Linked DNA regions of Manis pentadactyla: region 2 is linked to region 1. A link is a contact called in public Hi-C data. All regions are on one chromosome and are shown on one strand. The core of a region is the stretch at or near the end of the contact, and the rest is flanking DNA. Distances in the headings are between cores, read along the strand shown. Region 1 holds the start of HDAC11 (histone deacetylase 11). Region 2 holds the start of WNT7A (Wnt family member 7A).

Region 1 (2,700 bases), core at 73-2,572:
TTCTTCATTTGTAAAATGGGGATACCATAGTTTACCTCCTAGAGTTGTTATAAGGATTAGATAAGCATAAAGCTTTTAGACCTAACACACACTAGGTGGTCATTAAATAATAATCAGCATTACTATCCTGGATTCTGTCAGCTTCCCCATGAGGTAGGTGGGAAGGCATCACCTCATTTTCAGAATGAAAGACCAAAGGGCTGAAGCAATTTGCTCAAGGCCATGGTGCTGGCAGGTGGCCAAGTATAGGTTTACTCCAGACCTGTATCTCAGTTACCTCATGATAAAATTGGGGCGATGATAGCAACCCCCCCTAGAATTAAGTTATGAGAACCCAATGCCATCAGCAATCAAGTGACAGGCACATGGAGGGCCCTGTTCAAAGGTTTGTGCCCTTCCCTTTCATGGTGCCCCACCCTGTCACACCAGCACCCTCACGGAGCCACCGGGGATCCCAGCTGCCCTGCTCTTGGCAGCACTAGGGTCAGCTGTTTCTGTTTGGTTGGCGGGGACAGCTGGGCGGACAGAGAGGCGCATTGTGTCTGTCCTCTGGAGCTCTGTTGTCAGAACCTTCTCCCCGGGTCCAGCCCCAAGGCACTCCCAGCTGTCGCTTGGGCTTGTCTTGGCTTCTGGGGTGGGGGGAGGGGAAGACAAGGGAGTGTGCAGATACCGGACTGCACCGTGAAGACTGGATGACCAGCCCGGTTCTGCTGAGGAAACTGAGGCTCAGAGAGCCTAAATGACTTGTGGGGGAGTGCTCGTCTCACGTCAGAGCCACCAAAGATGGAGCGGGGCGTGGGTGCTTCACCCGGGGAGGGTGCGTGTGGCTCAAGTCAGGTAATGGGTTCCCACTGGGTCAAAGATTGAAGGGTCAGAGCACCCGCCCGCCCTCGCTCCTCTCCTTTTACTCCCAGAAACGGAGACCCCAGAGAGCGGACGCGTGCCAAAGGGCACAGCGAGTTTGCCGCAGAGACCGCAGGGAAGAAGGCGACCCAAATTCCCAGCTTTGCGAGGGCGTACGAACGCCAAGCGGCGGGACAGGGAACACGGGAAACAGTAGCCCCGCCTCCGGGGCGGGGCGATGCCGCATGTTCCGGCTGTGACGCGCTGTGGTGAAAAATCGCGCGGCCCTCCTCCAGGGGGCGTGGCTTTCCGAGCCAGGCGGGATCCCACTGGGCATTTGTCTGCGGAAGGCAGAACTTCGCGCTTGATGGGCGTAGGGGCGTGGCATCCTTCCGGCGGGCGCGCTCTGGGCGAGATTCCATTCTTCTGTGACGCAGGCGTGGACGCGACCGGGGCGGAGTCGAACCTGCAGGAGCTCCGCCCCCAGCAGAGGAGGCTGGGGCCAGGGGCGTGTCCTGGGCGGGGCCTCGCGCCGCCCCTCCAGGTCGCGGAGCGTTTGCCTGCGCAGGGAGGGTCCGGCGCCGGGATGTGAGTGCGGCGGGGGTGGAGGGGGGTCGGTGAGGGGCTGGGAGTCTAGCCCCCGGGGTTTCCAGGGGTTCCGGTGGGCGGGAACACGAGTACGCGGGCCACCAAGCGGGCCTGCCAGGTGTGTGTCCTGGTATGGCGGGCCAAGGGGCGCTCGGGTGCTGTGCGCCCGTCGGCCCCGCGCCACTTTCTGCTGCCTGAGAGACCGACGCCAGCCTTAGGGCCCTACCCGGGCGGGGTTCGGCGACGTACGCGGGTCTGACAGCTGGCCTAACCCGGGTGCCCCCAGCTGTGCGGAGGCCTCAGCAGTGGCAGCAGCGAGAGCCGCCCGCCTGGCGGCTGCAGAGGTGTAATAGGGGTGTCAGCTGCGCGGCGGGGCCCGAGGTGATGCCCATCCCTGTCTCCGGGTTGAGCCACAGCCTGCGGCAGTCCCGACCTGCGGTTTCTGGGAACGGTAACCCCCCACTGCTCAAAGATAGGGTCCTTTCTGTGCTCAGCTATTTAGATGCGTTACCTCAATCCTCACAACAGTCACCCATTTTACAGTTGAGGAAACTGAGGCCTAAGGCCACACAGCTGTTCGTGTAATTGTTAACAGTGTGCTGAGTGAGGCCTTGCTGCCAGACTCACCTGGGTGCACATCTGCTGCTCCACAGACCCGCTGGGTGACCTTGAGCACACCTGGCCCCTTCTCCAAGCCTCTGGTGGGATCGTGGCGCTTACCTCCCAGGGCTGCTGTGGGGATTGGTTTGGAGAATGCAGGGAAGGAGCCAGTTGGTGCTGTTGCTAAGTGGCCCTTTTCTGCAGCTGAGGGAGCTAGTGTACTGGGTCAGCGCTGTCCAGTTTATCAAAGCTCATTGGCAGGGAGGGAGTGCTGCTTTCCACACTGAGACAGCTCCTGTCTGTGTCTGTCCCTGTGCACACGGAAGGCCACACACAACCCAGCTGTACCAGCATGTGCCGGAGACACGCTGGCCCATCGTGTACTCGCCGCGCTACAACATAACCTTCATGGGCCTGGAGAAGCTGCACCCCTTTGATGCAGGAAAATGGGGCAAAGTGATCAGCTTCCTAAAAGGTATGGAAGGCCCCGCCTCAGACCCTACATATGCTTTCTCCATCCTGTTGCCCCCAACCCCCTTCCTACTGTCTTCCCCTACCGCAAGCTTCAGGCTCTCCCACCTGCAGTCTCAACCCCCAGACTGCTTTCCGCCCATGCTGTCAAAAGAATCTTTCCAAAACAGACTTCTGAGCATGATGTGTCCCTGTCTC
Region 2 (2,700 bases), core at 41-2,540, 360 kb after region 1:
CTGCGCGCGTCACACGCGTTATCTCCTAAGTACAAAGGGTGACGGGCCCTGCAAATGCAGCTCCAAGACGCGTCCCGAGCCCCCGGGCCCCAGCCTCAGCCGGAGTGCCGCCCCAGGCCCCACCTCCGTAGAAGTGCGGAGGTGAAGCGGAAGGGCTGCTCCGTTCGCGCGCCGGCCGGCTCGGTGCGCAGTTTTAGGGGGCCGAGGGTCCGGCCTCTCTTTGGTGCTGGCTCTGCGGGTCAGTCTCCCTGGGTGTCTCGAGCCATCTCTCGCCCTACCTTTGTGTATGTTTGTTGGGAGTGGGAGGCGCTGTCCCTTTGGCTTGGAAAAGGGCTCCCGGAGTACGAGGGTCCTTGGAAATAGGGTGTTGCCAGTGCTCTAAGCAGTGGTTCGTGTTTTTGCCAGCGAACGTCCCTCCTCCTGGGTACCTGTTCCCTGTTGCACAGACTGGCCCCGCCTGCCACCCGGGGGCTGCCCTGTCTCTAGGAGTGGCGGTGCCCGCTCCTCTGTGAGTAGAGTTCCTCTCGGGCTTTAGGGGCTGAGCTCCCTGGGAGCGGCAGTGCTGCTGGCTCCTGGCTGCGCTGTTCCTGCTGGACTTTCTGCTCCTGTGTCGGGGTCTGAAGGGTCCCAGGAGGAGAATGACCCTTTGCCCAGCTCTCCCTTTTCAGAGTTCCCCAAGCTGGAGCGTCCGTACTGGCTGTCTCCGTTTCTGGGGGCTGCCAGATTCAGACATCCTCGGGAGAGCCGGTCCCTCTGCCCGAGTCTCTCGAGCTGTGCGCGTCCCTGGGGGGCCTTTGTGCGCCCACCGCTCCCGCACCGCGCCCACCCAGCCTCTCTGAAAGGCCGAAGAAGTTGGTGGCTGGCGGCGGCTCGCGGGCGGCGCACCCATCCCCGAGCCACGCCAAGTTTGTCGGGACACGCGTGCAGGGGGTGCGAGCGGCCCTTACCCGATCCGGAGGTAGACCATGCCCAGGCTGAGAAAGAGGTGGCCCAGGCAGCGCCGTGCTTTCCGATTCATAGTCCCCGCTGGCCACCGGGGCCGCGGGCCGGGCTCTGCTGATCCCGCGGGCCGGCCCCGGCGGGGCAATCAACATAGCCCGCCCGGGAGGCGCTGGCCGAGGCGTCCCCGGGGCCGTCTGTCCGTGCGCCCGTCCGCGCGCTCGGCGCCTGAGCCTCGCCGGGAGCGCGGGAGCCACAGAGCGGGAGGAGGGAGGGAGGAGCGAGCGCGGCGCGGGGCGACGCCGGGCTGCGCGCGAGCGGCCGGTGCAAGTGTGGGAAACGCGGGGAGCGCGGGGGCGCTGCAGCCGCCCGCCCCCGCCCCTCCCTCTGTCCTTTCTCCTGTCCCTCCCCCGCCCGCCTCCCCGGAGCGCCCGCCCCGCACCCCCGCGCCCGCGGGACCGGGCCGCCTGCTCCCAGCGCGCGCTCGCGCCTTGCCCCCCGCGCTCCCGTGGCGCCCCCTCCCGGCTCCCGGACGCGGAGCCGAAGTGGGGGACTGTGGGAGTCCGCTCGTCCCCCAACCCCGTCGCTAACTCGCAAGTTGCGGGCCGAGAGTGCGCTCAAAGACTGCCCTCTGGGTGTGGGAATCGAGGCTCGGCCGAGAGCCCTCGCTGCCTCGCCTGCCCCCACGTCCTCTCCCCTCCCGCCGAGCGAACAGAGCTGGGGGGTGTTGGGTAGCACCTGGTACCCCTTTCCCCGGACTTCCGAATCCCAGCCTCAGGGAAGGGCGCCCCCTTCCGCAAGGCTGCTGGCAGACCAGGGATTAACTGGCTCAGCATCTTTCTCCCCGATCCCTGTCTTTTTGAAGTGTGTATCCAGCTGGGTTGGCTTCCTCTAGAATCCCGGTCCTAGTGGACACTCCGAGTCTGGCTGAGGCGTGGGTGCCCCGCACGAGACCGAGATGTGGGACTCGCGAGCCACGCGAGGGCTCCAGGCGCAGCTGGCCGCTCGGCGCGCACTCGCGGCGACACCTGGTGGGCACGATGGGTGGTGTATCTCGGCCTAGTTCCCCGAGACAGGGTGCTCTGAGCATCGCCGGCGATCTGAAGTGCTGATCCCTCCTATGGTATACACCCCAGTCCAGTGACCTAGGGGCTGCTGGACTCTGGTTTCAGCTGAAGAAATGGGGGCTCAGGGCTCCGAAGGTGTTTTCCCAAAGTCACCAGCTAATGAGTGGCAGAGCAGGATTGGAAACAAGGCATGACTGACTCTAATAACCCCACCCCACCACTCGAGACTTGCTTATCCTTCAGAATTGCTTTTCTAAATCACACACGCATTCCCTGAAAAACCACTGCTTCTGCATTTATTCACATTCCACAAATGTCTGCCAGGCACCAAGGTGGGCTCTATGGATATAAGGAATAGGAAGGACTGGAGTCCTCTCTTGGAGCTAGTGAGGGAGAGAGAACAGAGGTAAACAAATATGTAATTTCAGACATAGCAGGAACAAGTGAGGAAAGTAAAACACAGTGATGGGAGAGATGGTATTGGGTGCTGGGGGTTTATTTTAGGTCTGAGGAAGTGGCATTTCCAGCCGAGACCTGAAGGACACAGGATCTGGGGTGTCAGCATGTCAGGAAGGAGAGCAGCAGAGCGAAGCTTGGAGGTGGGCATGAGCTCCAGGAAAGGACATGAGGGTGTGCTCAAGAAAGAGAAAGTCCGGTGAGGTGTAAGGGAGGAGATGGGGGTACACAGACCCCA

The links. Hi-C and Micro-C count contacts between places; a contact is called where the count stands out from the background.
Region 2: a contact with region 1 is called in a Hi-C map of skin fibroblasts, with 7 times the contacts expected there. The contact joins the promoter of WNT7A here to the promoter of HDAC11 in region 1. A contact is called at or near these places in 2 of 3 Hi-C or Micro-C datasets (fibroblasts and skin fibroblasts).

Annotation. Positions count from the first base shown.
Region 1 is chr1:201,470,351-201,473,050 of mManPen7.hap1, forward strand. HDAC11 (histone deacetylase 11) reads left to right here and starts at 1,323. Exons shown (of 11, transcript XM_057506143.1): 1 at 1,323-1,431; 2 at 2,358-2,506. The coding sequence starts at 1,430.
Region 2 is chr1:201,830,294-201,832,993 of mManPen7.hap1, forward strand. It overlaps WNT7A (Wnt family member 7A), which reads right to left and starts at 1,291. Exons shown (of 5, transcript XM_057506171.1): 1 at 948-1,291. The coding sequence starts at 1,018.